Linked DNA regions of Sus scrofa: region 1 is linked to region 2. The links are chromatin contacts, called in public HiChIP or PLAC-seq maps. All regions are on one chromosome and are shown on one strand. Each heading gives the region's core, a stretch centred on a gene start, on an enhancer-like site or on the middle of the called end of the contact. The rest is flanking DNA. Distances are from core to core; before and after follow the strand shown.

Evidence for each region. HiChIP or PLAC-seq counts read pairs in DNA pulled down with a chosen protein or histone mark.
Region 1: a contact with region 2 is called in an H3K27ac HiChIP or PLAC-seq map of alveolar macrophages. The contact joins the enhancer-like site here to the promoter of CTDSP1 in region 2. A contact is called at or near these places in 1 of 5 promoter capture datasets (liver), 24 of 47 Hi-C or Micro-C datasets (alveolar macrophages, blood, embryonic fibroblasts and 11 more) and 2 of 2 datasets of contacts at active chromatin or transcription factors (alveolar macrophages and skeletal muscle).

The regions. Positions count from the first base shown.
Region 1 is chr15:120,504,045-120,508,157 of Sscrofa11.1, forward strand. It overlaps USP37 (ubiquitin carboxyl-terminal hydrolase 37), which reads right to left. Exons shown (of 24, transcript XM_003133658.6): 19 at 1,061-1,227. Among named protein-coding and RNA genes, the nearest start is that of VIL1, 43 kb to the left of the region's middle. Within about 2 kb of position 1,362, at least 10 of the 83 cell types and tissues checked have an H3K27ac peak or open chromatin away from gene starts, as enhancers often do. A contact at or near this core is called in alveolar macrophages and omental adipose tissue, where this site is marked.
Region 2 is chr15:120,448,154-120,452,569 of Sscrofa11.1, forward strand. CTDSP1 (carboxy-terminal domain RNA polymerase II polypeptide A small phosphatase 1) reads left to right here and starts at 2,496. Exons shown (of 6, transcript XM_021076473.1): 1 at 2,496-2,909; 2 at 4,266-4,414. The coding sequence starts at 2,843.

The sequences.
Region 1 (4,113 bases), core at 112-2,611, 55 kb after region 2:
TGATAATAATGTGCAGTTAAAAGTTAAGACCCAATGTCCCAGTAACATTAGACTTCTTAATCTGATTATTAGTAAAACTAAAACTATGCACTCATTCTAGGGAGGCTTGATAAATTTTTATTATTTCTATTTTATTACTAACATGACTTGGATTGTATAGGATTAGACAACCATGAAAACAAAACCTTTCAGTCAGATACCTCAGGTGACTGCAATAGCACAAACCAACTAGCTTTGACAAATATAAACAAAAGGAACTAAAAATTGAAGAATAGATTACTACATAAAGAGAAGAGCAGATAAATGTTAGTCTACAACTAAAATCTAAAATTTCAGATAATACTGCTAAGAATTTTATGTTAAAATAATTCACAGGAAAGGGGAGTTCCTGTTGTGGCTGGTGGGTTAAAGACCCAATGTTGTCTCTGTGAGGATGTGGGTTCGGTCCCCAGCCTCACTCAGTGGGTTAAGGATCCAGCATTGCCGCAAGTTGCAGCACAGGTTGCAGATGTGGCTTAGACTGGTGTTGCTGTGGCTGTGGTGTAGGTCACAGCTGCAGCTCTGATACAACCCCTACCTAACCCAGGAACTTCCATGCGCTGCAGGTGCAGCCATTAAACACACACACACACACACACACACACACACAGAGGAAGGGATTCATATTGTGAGAAAATGACCAAAACAAATACTGTGCCTTAACATAGTAATAATAAAATCACAATGGTATACTATTCAACTGTTTGCAAAAAAAAAAATAAAGTTGGATCTGATAACGCTTCCTGCTTTAGCATGCAATAAATTACAGTAATAGGAAGTAACCAACAATACACTGTTGCACTTAGATTTCTTAAAAAAAGGAAAATGTGCTGTTTCAAGTCCAAAGCAAAAGTCCTAAAGAAGTTTGTGTGTTTTGGTGGAGCAATGATTTACTGTATGTAAATCACCTGGAACAATGCCCGACACAAGTAGTAAGTGCTTAACAAATGTTTATCATTATTATTATTATGCTATTTCCTGGGAAAGGTATAGAGAAAGTAGCAATATAAATATCTCTTACTTGCTCCTGAAGGCTCTGAGCCAATGCCTGCTGCAGCTCTTGTTCTTCCCTCTCACGCTCCATATCATACTGCTGCAGCCAATCAACCTCTCCTTGAGATCCTTCTGGAGTTTTGTTTTCTTTATTTTCATCACAGTCTTTAGTTATCTCTGTAAAACTGGCAGGATCTGCAGAAGTAAAACATAACATAACTGGGAAATCTTCTCTTACAAACTGAAATCTCTGAACTAGAGTGACATCTACTGTTCAGAGAGTAAGTATCTTAACCTCAGACACACTTGCTTAGGACTTGCAATCTCATGTTACTACATAGTCTTGATCACAGAATTTCTCAATCTCAACACTACTGACATTGTGAGTGGGACAATTTTTTTGTGCTGGGGGGAGAGGGGCTGCCTGTACACATATAATGTTTAGTAACATCCTGGCCTCTACCTACCAGAGGCCAGTAGCAACCCACCCTCCCTAAAACAAACAAAAGTGACAGTGCCAAATGTCCCCTGGGGAACAAAACTGCCCTCCGTTGAGAAAACCTCTGATCTAGTAATGGATCTGACTTAACCAATCGTCAGAACTACGGTTAAGGATGAAGAAGAAAAAACAGCCACATTCATAGGTCATGACACATGACCAAGTACTGGGAAAAAAATAATACTTAGAGTAAATGATGTAAGAATTAGGCTAGAATGATTAATTACTGAGATTCTCCCATTTATTACACTGTATGTCAAATTAGTGTGTTTTCACATGGGTAATCAAATGAGCCTTGCACATCTTCCAAATCAAAAGAGCTGAGTTCCCTTCGTGGTTCAGTGTTTAATGAACCTGATGAGAATCCATGAGGTTTGATCCCTGGCCTTGCTCAGTGGGTTAAGGATCCGGTGTTGCCATGAGCTGTGGTGTAGGTGGGCAGCTGTAGCTCCAATTTGACCCCTGGCCTGGGAACTTCCATATGCTGCTGGCGTGGCCCTAAAAAGCAAAAAACAAAAAAAGCTACAAAATATGTAATAAACATCTCATGTACCACATAAATATATGGCCATAAATACATTTAAAACATTCATCCAGGGAGGTAAGAAAAAATTTAATCTTTTTTTTTTTTTAATCTCAATTTCTAGATTACAGCTGGCTGGAATAAGCAGTATGGACATAATTTTCTTCTGATTATTAAAATCTCACTATAGTTTTTAATTAGGTAAGAGTGGGGAGAAGGAACTTCCTTCCTTCCTTCCCTCCCTCCCAAACACTTTACCAAAGCAAAAATTTTCATCTCAACAAGTTAAGGAAGTTCTCATAAAAAGAATTTAACTGGCTGTCAATAAGAATTATCTTTACAGATTCATTTCATATGAAATGTTTTTTGCTTTTTTAGGGCTGCCCCCCACAGCATGTGAAGGTTCCCAGGTTACAGGACAAACTGGAGCTGCAGCTGCTGGCCTACACCACAGCAACGCCAGATCCAAGCCACGTCGTGACCTATACCACAGTTCACAGCAACGCTGGATCCTTAACCCTCTGAGCGAGGCCAAGGATCAAACTTGAGTCCTCACAGATGCTAACCAAATTCGTTAACTGCTGAGCCACAACGGGAAATCACTCACTGAAATGTTTTTAAATATGTCCCAGGAGTTCTCGTCGTGGCGCAGTGGTTAACGAACCCGACTAGGAACCATGAGGTTGCGGGTTCGGTCCCTGCCCTTGCTCAGTAGGTTAAAGGATCTGGCGTTGCCGTGAGCTGTGGTGTAGGTTGCAGACTCGGCTCGGATCCCACGTTGCTGTGGCTCTGGCGTAGGCTGGTGGCTACAGCTCCGAATGGACCCCTAGCCTGGGAACCTCCATATGCTGCGGAAGCAGCCCAAGAAATGGCAAAAAGACAAAAAAAAAAAAAAAAAAAAAAAAAAAAAAAAAAAAAAAAAAATCTGTCCCAGTACTGCATTCTAACCATTTAAATGGTAGATCCTTTTTTATAGCACAAATGAACTCTGAAGCTTACTCTGAATATTATGAAGCCTACAGCATCTTAGTTTTAGACTCTAAATCAGCAATTAGTCTGTATATATGTACGTATATTTTGGGGCCAAACCCATGGCATATGGAAGTTCCTAGGCTCAGGGTTGAATCTGAGCTGTAGCGGCTGGCCTTCGCCACAGCTACAGCAACACAAGATCCAAGCCAAGTTGGCGACCTGCACCACAGCTCATGGCAATGCTGTGACCCAAGGAGAGAGGCCAAGGATCGAACCTGAGTCTTCATAGATATTAGTTGGATTCATTACCACCGAGCCTCAACGGGGAACTCCTAGTCATTATTTTTAATTGAACTGCTACTGAATACTTACCATTAAAATTCTGAATATTCATTAAAGGAGGAAAAGAAACTCTGGATATATTAAGTGCAAAAAGCAGTATGATCCTGATCCTGATTTAAACACACACACACACACACACACCCCTCCATTCTTGGAGAAAGAGTCATTTCCATAGCCTGGAAGGGGCAGCTCTGAAGCCTACAAGATCCTGCCTGTACCTTTAGCCTTGGCTTACTGGACCAGGAATGTTCATCTGAGTCAACCAATCAATCACTTCTGAAAATTTGGAACTGAGACATCGAAGTTAGCTGAAGTTGAGCATTTCAAGTGGAAGAAAGATTTGGGAGTAGAGGCTGCTATTTTAGGGCATAAGATGAGCATTACTTACTTGCATTCTCAAAACATATTTCATAAAAAAAAAGTGACAGTTCTTAGCCAGTAACTTTCAGCACTCAATGTATCAATGTACTTCACATAATTACACTAGCAATTAATTCACATGACAGGAAACAGATGCAGGAAAGTTTACTCTGAGATGGTGAAAATGAATATATACCTGTCCTCAGGACAAGATTACCAGACGGATACAAAAAACACTTAAGATCTATGAGAACGAATATGACCATGAAATGAAAACACATTTTTTTTTTTTTTTTTTTTTGTCTTTTTGTCTTTGTTGTTGTTGTTGCTATTTCTTGGGCCGCTCCTGCGGCATATGGAGGTTCCCAGGTTAGGGGTCCAATCG
Region 2 (4,416 bases), core at 1,246-3,745:
GCGATCTACCTTTCTGCTCTGCATCCCCCCTACCCACTTGCCTGGGGTGGACCTTCACCAACCCTCTTCGGCAGGCAGACGGGGAAACTGAGGTGTCAGATTGAGAAGATACTGGTGCATAGCTGCCAGACAGAACCCGGCTGGGTCCTGGTGTTTCTCAGCTGACACCCCTCATAACCATTCCTCCTGGGGTGCAAGCAGATGAATCGGATAAAGATAAACTGTTTGAGTATGGCACCCCCAGCTGCATCAGTTAGGGAGGGTAGTGGGATGGCAGCTGGGTGTAGGTAGACTCCTCCTCCTCTCAAGGAAACCCAAAGGACCCGCCCCACCCTACAGAACGCTTCCAACCTGCCACTGTCCCCGCCCCCTCCCGCGACTTCACGCGCACGGGTGTCCAGACTCGCTCCGCCTCCACCCCACCCTAGCGGAAGATGCACCCGACGAGCCTCCGAGTCTGGAGGAGGGACGGTCTCTTGGGAAAGAAGCCTGCACCAGGGGACGACTAGGGGGCGTGTTAGGGGCGGGAGTGGTGAAGGGAACAGCGAGAGAAGGGCAGCGGTCCTGCCCAGTGCCCTATCTCCGCCTCGGCTCTTCTGAACCTCGAGGGGACGGTTGGCCAGGTTCCAGCCGTCACAGAGAAAGAAACAGAGGGGGAAGAAGAAGAGCCGCCCTCCTCGGGCCAGGGGTTCACTCAGTCCTGGGCCGCACATTTCCTTTTGGGGTCAGCGCCGGCCGAGCATCCGCAGATACAGCCGAGGCCCCGCCCCGGGGCTGGACCGAAGTGGAGGGGGCTCCGCTCGGCGCCCGGAATCCCTCCTCTGCCTTCGCTGGAGAGCGGGTCAAACCGCTCACCTGTCGGAGCTCAGTTTCTTTATCTGTAAAATGGGTTAAGAAGGAGGTTGTTCTGAGGAGTAAAGGAGACTAGGGGGCCCGGCCAGAGCAGGACCCAGACTGAGCGCTCGCCGCACATTGGCCGTTGTTGCCATTAAATAAATGCAATGATGACAGCGGTGCAGGCGGCGTAAGAGCAGAACGGGGAGTCGTGGAGTCCAGCTGCGGCGGGGCTCACAGCCCGTGACCACGTCTTCTTCGCCCTGGTCCCCAAGCCCGAAGCTGGCACGTCTCCGGGCGAGCGCCGCTCCCCTCGTGTCCTGCCCCTCGCGCGGGGCCTCTGCCCCCTCCGCACCCCCCTTCTCCGGGCCTGGAGGACGTGCGCCGCGCTCGCACCCCGCGGCCGGACGGGACAGGACGCGCCCGCCCTGCCCCGCCCCGCCCCGCGGCCCGCGGGGGAAGGAAGTGCTGAGGCGTGTTTGTCAAGGCTTGGCGATATTAGTATTTTTAAAATGTGAACAAAAAGTAATAACGACAAATGCAAGGATCTTAATAAACAAGAAAAGAAAGAAAGAAAGAAAAAGAAAGAAAGAAAGAAAGAAAGAAAGAAAGAAAGAAAGAAAGAAAGAAAGAAAGAAAGAAAGAAAGAAAGAAAGAAAGAAAGAAGATAGACCACCCTCAGACCTAACCACGCACCACACGGGAGTTTCCTTTGTAAAGAATCTGCGTGGAAACGCTGGCCCCGCGCCTGCCGGTCTGTCTGCACAGACCCAGGCGGAACGTGTGTTCAAGGTCCTCCAAACAATTGATGACTGTGATGCCCATAGTCAGGCATTGAGCCTGCAGGGCTTGAGTCCACGGTTGACCAATGCGTGGGGGCCGCCGTCCGATTTTCCCCTTCCTCAATAGTCACAGAGTGGCCGGCTGGGGAGTAGAGGACCTAGGAAGGCCTCTTGGAGAGAGTGTCATTTCCTCTTCGAGGTCCGTGGGATTTGGCTATGCGGAGAGGGAGGAAGTGCATTTCACGTAGAGGGAACAGCACGCACAAAGGCCCTGAAGCGCGTGGAGGCGCTTGGCTCCGGGCGGGAAAGTCAGGTAGCTGGAGTGCGCACGGGGAGTGGACGTGGCGGGGCGGCTGAGGGAATCCCGGGGCAGGCAGTTGGCATTTTCACGCCCTACAGCTCTGGGTTTAGGGGAAGGAGCCAGAGACTGCGGTGAGTCGCGGTCACAGCCCAGTTAAGAGCTTAACTGTGTGGATCTGCACAGCCGTCTGAAGGTAGCAAAGAGCCTTTACACGCTCACGACATCCCTGCGAAATAAGCCTTACGACCGTCGGAGAGAAGACCCACTTTATAGACCAGATGGTGTAATTCCCATTTCCCAGAAGAGGAAACCGAGAAGCTGTCAGCCCGCGACCCTCGGAGAGTGCAGGGGAGGAGCCGCACCGCCCTAGGGCACTCCTGGGCGTGGGCGATTGGGTAGGCTAGGGTAGGGTAGGGCAGGGCGGGGGCGGGGCCTGGCCCCCGGCAGCCAAGAGTCGGGGAACTGTGGGCCGGCTGCCGGTCCTGCCACGCAGCCGCAGAGGCTTGGCCCCGCGGGCGGGCGGGAGGCAGGAAGGGAGGCGACGCCCCCTGGAGCGCGGCAGGAACCCGGCCGGGCCCGCCTCCCAGCCCGCGGAGCCGCGCCGGCCCCTGAAGTGTTGAAAGCCCGAGCAGAGTCCAGGTCACGCCGAAGCCGTTGCCCTTTTAAGGGGGAGCCTTGAAACGGCGCCCGGGTTCCATGTTTGCATCCGCCTCGCGGGGAGGAAACTCCATGTTGTAACAAAGTTTCCTCCGCGCCCCCTCCCTCCCCCTCCCCCTTAGAACCTGGCTCCCCTCCCCTCCGAAGCTCGCGGGGATCCCTCCCTCCCACCCCTCCCCTCCCCCCCGCGCCCCGATTCCGGCCCGAGCCGGGGGGGAGGCCGGGCGCCCGGGCCAGAGTCCGGCCGGAGCGGAGCGCGCCCGGCCCCATGGACAGCTCGGCCGTCATTACTCAGATCACCAAGGAGGAAGCGCGGAGTCCGCTACGGGGCAAAGGTACTGGGGCGCGCGGAGGGGGCTGCAGCCCGGGCACCGCAGGAAGGAGGGGCCCGGGACCTTCCCGGGCAGCCGCCACCGCCACCCCGGCCGCCCGCCTCGGCGGGGGCCGAAGCTTCCAACCCGAGGGGGAGCGGGATGAGTGTTTGAACTTGCGGAGGCTCTGAGGCGCGGGGCGGGGCCTGGCGCCTTTGGGGCACTCCTGTCTGTTCTAGTCGGGGAAACTGAGGAAGGGGTAGAGAAGGGGAGCCCTCCGGGTCTCCTAGACTGGCTGTGCACCGTGCCGGAGAGTCGCCCCCCCCCCACCCCCGCGTTGGCGCCAATGGGACTGGGAGATGGGGGGGGTAAAAGAGGGCGCCTTCAGGCCACCAGCTGAGACTCCGCCCCCTCTGGGCCGCGGTCTAGTCGGGTGGCGGGAGGGGGCGCGGAGGTGACAGCGGACTGGGGTGGGTTGCATCTCCCGCCAACACACAGCCACGTTCCCCACAAACTTGCGCGCCCCGCGTGGAGGCGCCGAGCCTCTCAGAGGCTCCAGAGAGGGGTAACCACTTCTAAGGGTCCCCAGCGCGCCCGCCGGGAGACCCGAGCGTCGTGACAGTGCACGCGGTGCCCCGGCTTCAGGCCGGTGGGCGCCAGGCCTATGCCCACACTACCGACCCGGGAAGCCGCCCATCTCGGCCGGGCTTCCCAGGGCTGACGGGTCTGAGCTGAGGGGTCTGCTCCTCCCTGTCCGGGTGATGACTTCAGAGGCTAGGAAGATCCTGCCACCTCTGGGGGGCCTCGCACCCCTCAGGGGCAGGGGGCCCGGGTGGAGGGGCGCTTGGAGGGTGGGCGGATCATGGTTGGAGGTCCGTGCGGGGGTGGAGGAGGCGGGGCCAGCAGATGACCGCAGGACACTGGCCCAGGCCCCTGCTCCCTGCCTCTGGGCCCAGCCTCAGAGAGGACTTTGGACCTCCAGAGGCGGAGAAGGGGACGGAGGGCTGTTGTGGGCCGCAGGGCCCCAGACCCCAGCCCTCTTTGGCAGGGGCCCAACAGAGCAGTGGGTGTCAAGAGGTGTCCCCAGTGGGCTGATCCCTCATCAGTGATGGAGCCTTAGGAAGAGAAAGTGCCCTCAGCGCCCGCCTCCAGCCAGCCCCCTGTCTAATGTGGGTGACTTCGTACCCACACTAGAAGAACTTGTGGGGAGCCGAGGGGTGGCCCCGAGCCAAGACTGTCAGGATGCCACCTTAGCGTGTCTCCCTGAATGAAGGGGGCACGGCCAGAACCCCTCAGCCCAGAGCCCCACATCTGGGCACAGACGCACACCTCTGCAGGCCAGTCAGTGTGCACACCCCCTCTTGGGCCTCCCTGCTTCAGGTGACCAGAAGTCTACAGCTTCCCAGAAGCCCCGGAGTCGGGGCATCCTCCACTCACTTTTCTGCTGCGTCTGCCGGGACGATGGGGAGGCCCTGCCTGCCCACAGCGGGGCGCCTCTGCTGGTGGAGGAGAATGGTGCCGTCCCCAAGGT